2 separate regions of the Mus musculus genome follow, and region 2 is linked to region 1. Evidence: chromatin contacts called from public HiChIP or PLAC-seq data. All regions are on one chromosome and are shown on one strand. The core of a region is the stretch at or near the end of the contact, and the rest is flanking DNA. Distances in the headings are between cores, read along the strand shown. Region 1 has its middle 60 kb from the start of Usp51. Region 2 holds the start of Rragb (Ras-related GTP binding B).

Region 1 (5,587 bases), core at 1,280-3,779:
TTCATTTCCAAACATAGCAGCTTATAACATTAATATGTATTATTTCACTCATAGACAAGTCAACAATGTAAGAGGTGTTTTGCCAGTGATTTGGTACAGAGCTCTTCTTGAGGTTTTTGCTAAAACTTCAATTGTAACCCATCACCTATCAGTTGTCTACAAGCATTATCACTAGGGCTGGAGATATGCTTCCAGGGTAGTTAACCCACACAACTAATGGCAGAGGCTTCAATTACTCACTTTGAGTCACCCCATACAGGAGAAATACACAAACAGAGGAGAGGCAGGGAGACCAGAAGAGAGAGGGGGAGAGAAGGAAAGGGAAGGAGCCACTAAATGCTGTAATGCTAACACTTAAGCTGATTGTGAGTTCTAGGCCAGCCTGGGCAAAGGAGGGAGAGGGGAGAGGGGAGAGGGGAGAGGGGAGAGGGGAGAGGGGAGAGGGGAGAGGGGAGAGGGGAGAGGGGAGAGGGGAGAGGGGAGAGGGGAGAGGGAGAGGGGAGAGGGGAGAGGGGAGAGGGGAGAGGGGAGAGGGGAGAGGGGAGAGGGGAGAGGGGAGAGGGAGAGGGGAGAGGGGAGAGGGGAGAGGGGAGAGGGGAGAGGGGAGAGGGGAGAGGGGAGAGGGGAGAGGGGAGAGGGGAGAGAGATCTGCATTGATTTTCAAAGTGGCTGAACCAGTTTACTTTCCCAGCAACTGTTTAAGAGTTCCCTATTTCCACATCCTCCCCAGCATCTGTTGTCATTTGTTTTCTTCAAAATAGACATCTTGAGCAGAGTGAGATAGTTCATATCTAGAATGGAGTTTCATTAAGCCATAAGAAAAATGGTATTACATTTGCAGAAAGTACATGGAACTGGAGGTCAGTAGGTTAAATGAAATATGCCAAAATCAGAAAGGCAAATATCATCTGTGTTCTCTCATATGAGAGAGAGTGTGCACATACATGTGTAGGATATGAAAGTAAAGGAGAGACCATGAAAAGGGAGAAACAGATATTGAGAGGGGACAGTAGAAATCCCTAGAAGACAATATTGCTACTTAGGTAATGTAGGAATGGTCATGATTCTCTTTTCACATGAGCCACATTCTGTCACTTGCACAAGGGTTGTTCTTGTAGATTAAATATAAACTTAGTGTTTGATATCTAGACACATAGACTCTTATTTCCTCCCCAGGCACCAAATCTGAACAAGGATCCAAGAATTTTCAGGCTTTCCATAAAGAATTTGTCTTTATCAAGGCAGCCATGAAGATATGAGGGAGTAGAGGTTCAGGGTTTTGCTGGAAAAATCCCTCATTTCTCATGCTTCTTTCATGGTTTTCTTCTCGGACTCCAATCAACCACCCTTTGTCTTTATTTCTTTATTCTTCTCCTAGGCAGCCTCAAATTTTTCCTGGACCTGATCTATTTAGTTATGAGCATCCACTTCACCCCACCACAGTAGAACAGTTATAAATAAATTACTTCTATCTGCCAATTTATAAGGGTAAATCTGACCCCCTGACTATTAATAGATTATCTAAAGGGCCATTATGTATTCTAGTGCTAAAGACAGCACTTAGCAAAACTTGCTAGTTTACATTGTATATACATGTGCATTTTTCCTAATGGATGCCTGCACAGTATAAACCAACAAGTTAGTTGTGGCTAGGTAAGATGGATACATTGAGTCTCATGGATCTTATTACCTGTACTCAGATAACTGAAAATTTATATTAATATATATGCTCACAGTTACTATAGATATAGATATGTAGACATATGTACATGTGTGTACATACCTGTGTAAGTATAATGTATGTGCATAAACAACTAGTAGAAATGTAACAAAATAAAAAATACATATGGCAAGATACCTAGGTCAGTTAGACTCACAGAAATGGCCTCTGACCCTTGAGATGCATTATAAATGCTGTGCTGATTGTAAATGTATAATTGCTTCATAGAGTTCTGCCAGCTGTGGCAAGCAGGCATTTCAATTCTGCATTCATGCAGCATTTAAAATTCTCACTGGATCATCAATTAAGTTCGATACAGAAGTTGATGTATATTAGGAAGATTTGTTATCACCATCTCCTTATTCTCTTGATGTCAGTAACAATGGATGGGCCCATATGAAGTGTCAGGTGCATTTTAGTTATGTTATCTAAATTACTCCTCATGGTGTCCTTCTGAGATGAATGTAATGATTATGTTTTACAAATGAGGAATATGAGACATAGGGAGATTAGTGATTGACAAAAGGTCAAAGAGCCCGAGAGGTGAATATATCTGCTTGTTCCAGAGATTCTATTTTTACCACTGGATTATAATGCCCTCTGATATTTGGCATTCTGACTTGAGGAAAAAAGAAAAAAGAACCCAGCCCCAAATGTGAAGATTACATTTTACGTGGAGAGTGGTATTTTCCATTACCAAGAGGCTCAGCTACATTTTACCAGGGACATAACGTGAAGACAGTGCAAAGAGAAAATAGCTGGATGACGAGTGGGTTTGCTAAGCAACAGCTTATTAAATCTAGTGAAACCATGGTGATGGAACACTGTGGTCCCAGACATGCACTTACTTAACACTGAAAAGCACAGACACAGCTATTGGGAACATCTGGGAAGATAAATCAGGACTCCCAGCCTTTGAAAACAGAAAACCTCATCAATATTGCTATTATCACAACACATGATGCCAAAATCCAAGCAAAGAAGCTTACAGACTCATAATTAAAAATGTCATTGTTATACATGAAGATGAGTTTTAATTTTTTTCTTGACAGTCTCTACTTGCCTTACGAAGCAGAATTATCTCATTTTGATTTTTTAAAATGGTAGGTACTATATAATGAATTGATCACTTTGGATTTTAGTGTTTGCAGGATGCTTTTTTGTTTCATTTTTTTTTAATCATGTGTATGTGCACATGCATGCCACAACATAAAATCATTTACAGATATAATAAAACAGGAAATGAATTTGATAAGTGATGTGGTGTGAGAATTTCATGTAGCTAATAGACTCACCCAGAGATGAAGAGCTCTAGACATTTAACAACTGCTCTTAGAGGAGGACAAGGTCCTGACAGGTGATAGTCCCAGGTGCTCAGCTCAGCCTTCAAAGCCGTACATACATAAGAGAAGAACACAATGGACTCAGCAGGCTCTATAATGCATTTATATGTCTATGTAATAACAATAATCAAAGAAGATGAGATCATGAATTTGAGGTGTTTGGGGTGGAAGGAGGGTGAAAATTATGTATATAAAACGCAAGTGTATGAAATTCTAAAAAAATAAATAAAGTGTCTGATAGTTCTCATTTCTCTCTCATGTGTTAAATAAGCAAGCAACTGGTAGAATAGATCAAATTTTCTTCACCAGTGTCGAATATATTCAAATCACACCATAAAATCCAGTATATCTTCAAGACATTTAAAATGTTTAATTGTTAACCATATTAACCATATTAAACTCATAAGTTCTATAACACACTTTTTTCTGTTTTACTGATTTTTTTCTTACAGTTTTTCTATTGTGTATGTCATTTTTTCCATACTAATTTCATTTTGTACAGCTGCTCATTTCTCCATATATTTACAACAGTCTTTGTTTCTGTGGACTATGGTACTGTCATGGTGTGTGTGTGTGTGTGTGTGTGTGTGTGTGTGTGTGTGTGTGTGTGTGTAATTGTCTCTGTGTGTAACCTTTCTGTTAACTAAAAATGTTCATCATTACAAAAGCTTCTTCCCTTTCTCTACCAGTTATTTTCATCTTAAAATTTATTAGTTTGATATATTAATTCCAGTTCTCTCTTTCTTTGTTGTTTTATTTTCTTTTTCATTTACTCTTTGAAAATGTCATTCACCTGCTCCACCCTCTTATCCCCCTTCCATCTCCTAGGCTCCCTCCTTCAAGCACACCCCCACCTCCCCAGTTGCAGGGTTCTTTGATTGTTTTACTTTGGTTGGTTTTGCTGGTTACCCACTGGGTTTAAGCAGGTTTGCCAACAGGAGTATGGCTGTGAAGTTATCCACAGCCACAGGACAATTCACACCACTAAAGTTAATGACTCCCCTCCACCAGCACCAATTAGCTGCTGTCATGGTTGGTTTTAATGTCAAGTTGCTACAAATTAGATTCACTTGAGCAGGGATCCTCACCTAAAGAATTGTTCCTTTGATTTCCTTGATTGAAATAGGGAGAACCCACCCCAAATACATCGTAGCTGTACAATTTACATCCTCTTATATTGTATTGCCATCAGTATAGTTTCACAATTATTGTTTTCTATGATTGCCTCTTAAATTTGAAGAAAACATTGACAACAGAGTACTGTCTTTTATATTTGTTTGGGCATGACCTTTTACTATTAATTAACGTTTAACCATTTGAAATTTGTAATATGTGTCTAGTTGTTTCATTTTCCCATAAAAGACTCCCTCTCATACTTGTTTATAATAAATGATGTCTTGTTGCTTAAGACAAACTAAAAAAATCCTTTTGCATCAGTCTCTTGAGTGGATCTACAAGTCCGTATTGCCCCAGCCAGCTCCTTTAGCAGTTTTTGCAGAAAAGAATTGCTAGTGACGCATTGCCTCAATATGTTTATCAGATAGTATCTTGATTATTCCTTCAGTTTTGAAGGATATGGTTTTGCAGATATGTATTTTTAGTCCGTTTCTTTCATCGTTTGAATATGTTGTTCACAAGCAATCTGGTTTCCATGGTTTCTAATAAGTTTGTTATACCTTGAATTTGATGAGTCACTTCGCTAGCTGCATTTGGATTTTTTTCTTTTCCCTTGCCTTCTTAATCTTTTAAAATTATATTACATTATTTAGTGTGTGTGTATGTATATGTGTGCACGTACATGCACGTGGGTGGTGTATGTGTGGGAAGGTTATACATGTGCCACAGCAAACCTGTGGAAATCAAAGGACTATTTGTGGGAGTCGGTTCTCTTCTCCCAGCACTTGGGCCCCAGATATTGAATGCAAGGATCATGCTTAGCTACAAGCACACTTACCAGCTGAATCATCTTGCTGGCTCCTTAATTTTTATTTCTATTTACATGCATTAGTTGTACAAATTGATATTTTCTAGCATGACTTTTCATACATGCAACCAACACACATTGATCAAATTCAACCTCCTTTGAGAACCTTCATCTACACATCAGTCTTTGTCTTTTGGATGATTTAAATATGATGCCTTCAGCTCTTTTAAAACATATATATTTGTAATTATCCTTTGAGAATTTCATACACGGATACAATGTATTTTGAGCATATCTATTCCCATGTTCTCATCTGTTTCCTCCCAGATCCCTTCACCACCTCCGTCTCCCACCTTTCTAATGTCCTCTCCTTTAAATATTTTTCTAGCCATCTAAATCCAATTAGTGTTGCTTGTATGCCAATAGCACTTTAGCTAGGGCTGGGACCTTGTGAGTTCCTCCTTGTTGATGCCCTCTTGGTCTCATGCAGGTCTTATGTAGAACCTTAGATTATATCACCTTTTGTAGCACAGAATGGAAAAAAACTGCTATACATGTAAGTAATATTGTAGTATTCTGACCCTACAATAAAGAGATCAT
Region 2 (5,902 bases), core at 925-3,424, 190 kb after region 1:
TCAAAGCATCACACTATTTCACTAAAATCAAACTCAATTTAACTTTTGTCCCACTTCTTCTGTCTTTAAGAAAACCCAACTCTATGAAGTGTTTATATTTTTCCTTACTCACAGGAGCATCCACTGAACATGTGAAGATGAGTGTTTATAAATTTCTTGACTCCTTATCCTTGTTTCCTACTTAAACTTCAAAAGCCCTGGAAGAAGATTCAGAGGTCATACCTAGCCTGTCTTATAATCATCTCCACTAAGGTTGTTGATTACATTTAGAGCAAAAAACACACCCCCAAACCAATCCATGCATGTGTGCCATACCATCTTACTATTTCCAACCTTAATTGTTCTTTCAGTACCGAACAGAAATCCTTGCGGCATGCTTCTTTATGCTGTTCTTTTGCTTATCTTTCAAATGGTTAACATCTCGGCCAATTTCCCAAAATGATCTTGCTTTTCCAACACTGATAATAGAATACAATAGCTGGGATAGTTTCCCATATACACCACCTATCATCAACTTCTAGAGACTGCTTTGTGTCCATGCCTACTCTTGTCTCCTACTCATGTCTCCATAGAATTTTTGTCTTCTATCCAGAAGGAATGTTGCTAGCTGTGCTCTAGCTTCCTCTCCTTCTCCTCTCCAGAAATTTTGTAGCAATTGTTTCCTCTCTTTTCATTGGCTTTACTTCCTAAAAATGTCTAGGCATGCTCATTCTCAAAATACACTCATGTGTTGTGGATATTAAAGAACTATCATACATTTTCTCCTTTCTGTTATTAATCAGAAATTCCTTAACACATTTGTTCTTATCTTTATAAAAAAAACAGTACTCAGTGAATATCGAGTATATACACACATTCTGGTCTGTGAACCTAGTGTATAGGAGAACATTTTTCAAAAGTAAGTGCTTGTCCTTATAGCGTTTAAATAGAAATCCTATACTCAGAGATCAAATAAACAAGATTATTGCCATGTCAGTAAGTATTATACTCTACACAAAGAACTACAGGCAACCAAGGAATGCCCAGAGCAGGAGAAATAATTTTCCCTAGGGAAGAATACACTGTCTGGTTCTTCAATACCAACTGCTCAGCCCTGAAAACATATATATGAGATTATTATACAGACTGAGCGGGTTATATTAGGAATATATATGTATATACATATATGTGCATATAACAACAACCAATGAAAAACGAAGCCATGACTTTGAAAGAGCAAGGAGAGTTGTTTATATGACAAGGTTTGGAGGGAAAAAAGGGAAAAAAGAAATGTGTCTACAGTATAATCTCAACAACAAAAGAAAAACTACAAAGGAATATTATGAATTAAAAAGCATACAACAGAAAATAACTACTGCAGGTTCAAAAGACTGTTGTACTCTAATAGAGTATGGGTTGGGAAGACCTCTGGAGGACATTACCTATAAGCTGAGAAAGTTGAGGCCATTACAAACTGTGAATGGCAAATTCAGTCTTTCAAGGGAGCATCAACCTATGCCACTCTTTTTCCCAGCCTGTAACCTTGGTGTCACATTTAAAAGAGTTCCAAGCCTAAGAAGCTCTTAGGTCATTGAGGTTGGAACTTGCTGCGTTGAGATTTGAGAGCTGGTTGACAAATCACTTCTTCTCCACATAAAACTCTGTATGTAGCAAGTATCTCATGATGATCATCAGAAACTTTAAAATTATGTTTGCAACTTTTAAAAGTTAAGTGGCGGACGTGTTAAACCCTCCGTGTGGTTCTGGTCCTGGCAATAACAACTTATTGAGAGTTTTCTATGGGAAAGACAGTTTAAAACACTTTAGATGGATTGCTTTTTTAATTACTTGAACTGTCATAAGGATTAACGGGAAGAAAAGTTACCAAAATGCAAAAATGCACAGGGCCCTAATCATAGGGAGTAGTGAAAACGGCTAGCTGGCAGGTGCTGAAATTGCAACCTTCTCCTTTAACTCTGAGCAGCGAGTGGGCGGGGCCGCGTCCATCAGTGTCTAGGTGCCCGCAGGCCGCCCTAAGGGCCAATGGCGCGGAAATGAGAGCCCGGGCCACGTGATGGCGGGTGGCACTCTGGCTTTCCTAAAGCAGTCTCTATGGTATTCTTCCAAGCAAACCCAGGGCCCCCCCAAAAGGGTAGCGGCACGTGACAGGCCCTGGGACTACGGCAGGTTCCCACGTGATCCTGGCCTGCAGTAGCGTGGTTGCGGTGAGGTTCTTGCGCTCCTGAAGGGCGGGCGCGGAAGTAAGAGCATCCTCAGGCGGACCGTGACTGGCAGCGAGGTCGGGAGGAGCCACCAGGCAGTGACCGCTTTGCTTCTGCAGCTCCGCTCCGCTCATTCCGTTATCTCAGCCTTTGCAGTCTGTACAGAAGCTGACCAAGTTACCTTTGGGTCTTGAGACCTTGGCGAGTGAGGCCCAAACTCGGGACCAACTCCTCATCCACCTTGCCCTCCCTCTCCTCCATCTCTTCCTTTGCACGCACCGAATCGAATCGCTTGCTCCTTTGGGCTGGCCTGCTCGGCTGTGCCTGGAGACTAAGTTCGGGTCGGTAAAGGTAACTGTGGGAAAAGCGGCCCCCCAGTGGACAAAGGCGGAGGCAGGGATAGATCAGGCCCCGCGGGCCCTGGGTGCTGAGCGTAGGCAGGTGAGCCAGAAGAACGGTACTGCGGATTTAGAAGGCACTGTGAAGGACTTGTTGCACGATGGAAGAATCTGACTCCGAGAAAAAGACAGAGAAAGAGAATGTGGGCCCAAAAGTGGAGCCTCCTCTAGGGGAGCCGGAAGGATCGCTTGGGTGGGTAAAGGGGATTATGTTGCACCTGGGAGGGAGGGCATGCTAATTGTAAAGAGTATTGTGAGATGCAACAACCTCTAACCTGCAGTGATGAATTGCTTTAATTTACCAATATGGTTGATTGATATCATGCCCTTGATGACGGAAAACAGAATAGAAACACCCTTTGCCTGGATGTGGGATTCCTGGTTTATGCGTAGTCTTCTAATTGAGACAGTTCTGAGTTGTTTTCTGTTTTCTATAAAGGTTATTTGATGTTATCACCTTGTTGATGATAAAAAAGGAAAGGACAGACATTTGCTGACCAATGACGTATAGTGCGATATGCCTATTTGAGAACTGCGTTATATGTACTTTGTGCCTTTAATGAATGAAATACAGCTTGGAAGGACGATTGAAGGTCCAAAGATGCTTCTAGATTTGAAAAATACGGAGATGAATTTAAAAAAAATAGTATTCAGATTATGACAATATTGTTTGATTTATAAAAGTACCCAGAGTGTTGCTTCAGCTTTATGACAAAATATCAAATCTTGAATTTAAATGGTTTCTATTCCTAAATATGCCATCCTAGGAAGCGTCTCCCGAGCTGATGAAGGAAACAGGGAGCATAAACCCAGCTTTATAATTTAGGAAAATGAAGACTTCTGAAAAGAGGTCTCATCCATACTTAGCTGCTTTAAAGAATATTCGTCTGCATCTTTCAGTTTACTTGTGTGTCCCCCCCCCCACCCCCCGCCCCCGGCAATTAGATCACGAAAACACCATCTTTTGGTTTATATCTACAGGTGGGCAATGCCAAATGCAGCCATGAAGAAAAAGGTAAGATGTGTTAGCTACATCAGTAACATGAAGAAAAAGGTAAGAAGCTGCAGTTCAGGGAATCTGGCTTTTTCTGGATTGTGGCAAGAATCTATGGGGTCTTTGAGACACTCATCCCCTTATTTACTGTCAGATTTACTTTGTCTAAAATTAATCTCATGGAGTCAAGCCAGATACAAATATTACACAGCCCTCTGTGTGTGCACTGATTCTTTAACCCAAATCAAATGTTACGTGCAATTTTTTTTTCTAGCTGGAATTGGATGTTCTTTGCTTTGCTTTGCACTTTTATTGGGACTTAGACAATATCCCTAAGACTGTAGCTCAGGAGCAATATTTCTTGACCTTTTTGGGATTTAGTATCACTTGTGAAGTACTGGTAATAACCTTCATAGGGATATTAGGAAGTTTACATGAATAAACTCCCTGTACACCACAAACATAATTATCCTCACCATGTAAGGTTAAAAAAGCTCCCATATTTTTAGCCTGACTTTATCTAAAATTTAATTCTGGGCCTCAAGTTTGCTAGGAGGATTTTTTTTTTTTGATGAATGTCTGAAGTTGCTGTCAACAAGGATGCCTAAAAAAATGCCAGAAATTTCTACATAATTAGGAGGGGAAAAGTAGAAGCTTAAGGAACTGTGAAAAGAGAAAGGGGGCGAACTGCCATTTGCTTTAATGGTTCTGCAATGCACATGCGTTGAAGGATCAGCCTTTACCTTCAGAAATAGATACAGTTATTGCTTAATTAATGTTTAGTTAATCTAGTTAATTGTTTAGTTAATTTGTTTTGCAAAGGGCAAGGAAAATGTTCATATAAATTTTAGACTAAATAAACAATTAAATTTTCTTAGGTAAACCTGGATATCTAAATTGTTGAATTGAGCCAATGCATATCCAGTATGTTTTCACTAAAGCTTCTTATATTTGTAATCAGACATTTTGATATGTTAGGATTGGAGGTAGAATCTGTGTCTCTTTCATTTGAAAAGGAAAGTTAACAGAACTGTATCTCATAAACACTGTGCTTAGAAAGGACTGTGAAAGTCATTTAACTCTGACTCCTTGTAGTGCAAGATAATTTGGCTTTAACAGGTGTTTTTTCTTGTGTCAAATCCTTACACAAGAAAGACATCTGTAAAGTCTTGCTCTCTACCAGATAGTTGTCCTTGCCTTTTTTCCTCTAATGGCTTGTTCATTTCTTTATTTTTTATTTTTTATTTTTATTTTTATTTTGGTTTTTTCGAGACAAGGTTTCTCTGTATAGCCCTGGCTGTCCTGGAACTCACTCTGTAGACCAGGCTGGCCTCGAACGCAGAAATCTGCCTTCCTCTGCCTCCCAAGTGTTGGGATTAAAGGCGTGTGGCACCATTCTTTTGATGAGTGCATTTCAAGCTTTTGTTCCCTGTTAGGCACTGGAGATAAGAAAGTACACAAAGGATACAAAGACTCTCCCTCTGTCCTTCAAATGTTTCCAGTCTTGTGAGAGAGTTGTTGAAAGGAAGGACTACAGAGCTTTATGGTCTGCAATGATATAGTAGTACCACTGAGGGGCAGGCATGATACCTCTCAGCCTAAACCAATGCTTCTCAACCTTCCTAATGCTGTGACCCTTCCTCATGTTGTGGTGACTCCCCAACCACAACATTATTTTCGTTGCTACTTCATAACTGCAATTTTCTACTGTGACAAATCATAATATAAATATCTGTGTTTTTTGATGATCTGAAGTGACCCTTGTGAAAGGGTTTTTTGACTCCCGAAAGGGGTTGCAACCAACAGGTTGAGGAATGCTGGCCTAAGGCATTTAGGTCAAAGAAACTTTATGGGGATTTACTGGGGATTGAACCCAGGTTTCACTTATATTAGGTAAGTGCCCTAGTACTGAGCTACTGAGCTACATCCCCAGCTCCAGAGAAAATTCCCGTGATGATTGTTGAACCAAGTGTTGATGGATAAGTTGAGACTTAGTAGAAAGAAGAATAAAGGATGGTAGAGAATATAGGATGAATCCAGACACAGAGTCAGGGCTCCCTAAATGGCTGGAAGCAAAGAGACTGTAAACCATTCAGTTAAATATGAATGGATGCTAAAAGTTTGAGGCTAGGAGAATCAAAAGGTAAAGACAGAAGTAGATAAGCTTAATCAAGAGTGGTTCTTATGTGTAATTTAAAGAGGCAGAAACCTGAAATAAAAATTATAGAAATATGCAGAAGGGATGAAATCATGGGCTGAAGTGGAAAACAGCCTGACCTTGAACAGAGCAGTAGGAAGAACTTTTTAGT

Evidence for each region. HiChIP or PLAC-seq counts read pairs in DNA pulled down with a chosen protein or histone mark.
Region 2: a contact with region 1 is called in an H3K4me3 HiChIP or PLAC-seq map of neural progenitor cells, with 6 times the contacts expected there. The contact joins the promoter of Rragb here to the enhancer-like site in region 1. A contact is called at or near these places in 4 of 39 promoter capture datasets (cranial neural crest, embryonic stem cells, erythroid cells and 1 more), 10 of 484 Hi-C or Micro-C datasets (Sertoli cells, cerebellum, cortical neurons and 5 more), 5 of 115 datasets of contacts at active chromatin or transcription factors (embryonic forebrain, embryonic stem cells and neural progenitor cells) and 1 of 9 other capture datasets (pancreatic islet).

What each region holds. Positions count from the first base shown.
Region 1 is chrX:152,943,867-152,949,453 of GRCm38.p6, forward strand. No RefSeq gene overlaps it. Among named protein-coding and RNA genes, the nearest start is that of Usp51, 60 kb to the right of the region's middle. Within about 2 kb of position 2,530, at least 19 of the 459 cell types and tissues checked have an H3K27ac peak or open chromatin away from gene starts, as enhancers often do. A contact at or near this core is called in cortical neurons, neural progenitor cells and ventral hippocampal neurons, where this site is marked.
Region 2 is chrX:153,137,784-153,143,685 of GRCm38.p6, forward strand. It overlaps Rragb (Ras-related GTP binding B), which reads left to right and starts at 2,175. Exons shown (of 11, transcript NM_001004154.2): 1 at 2,175-2,792; 2 at 3,581-3,614. The coding sequence starts at 2,701.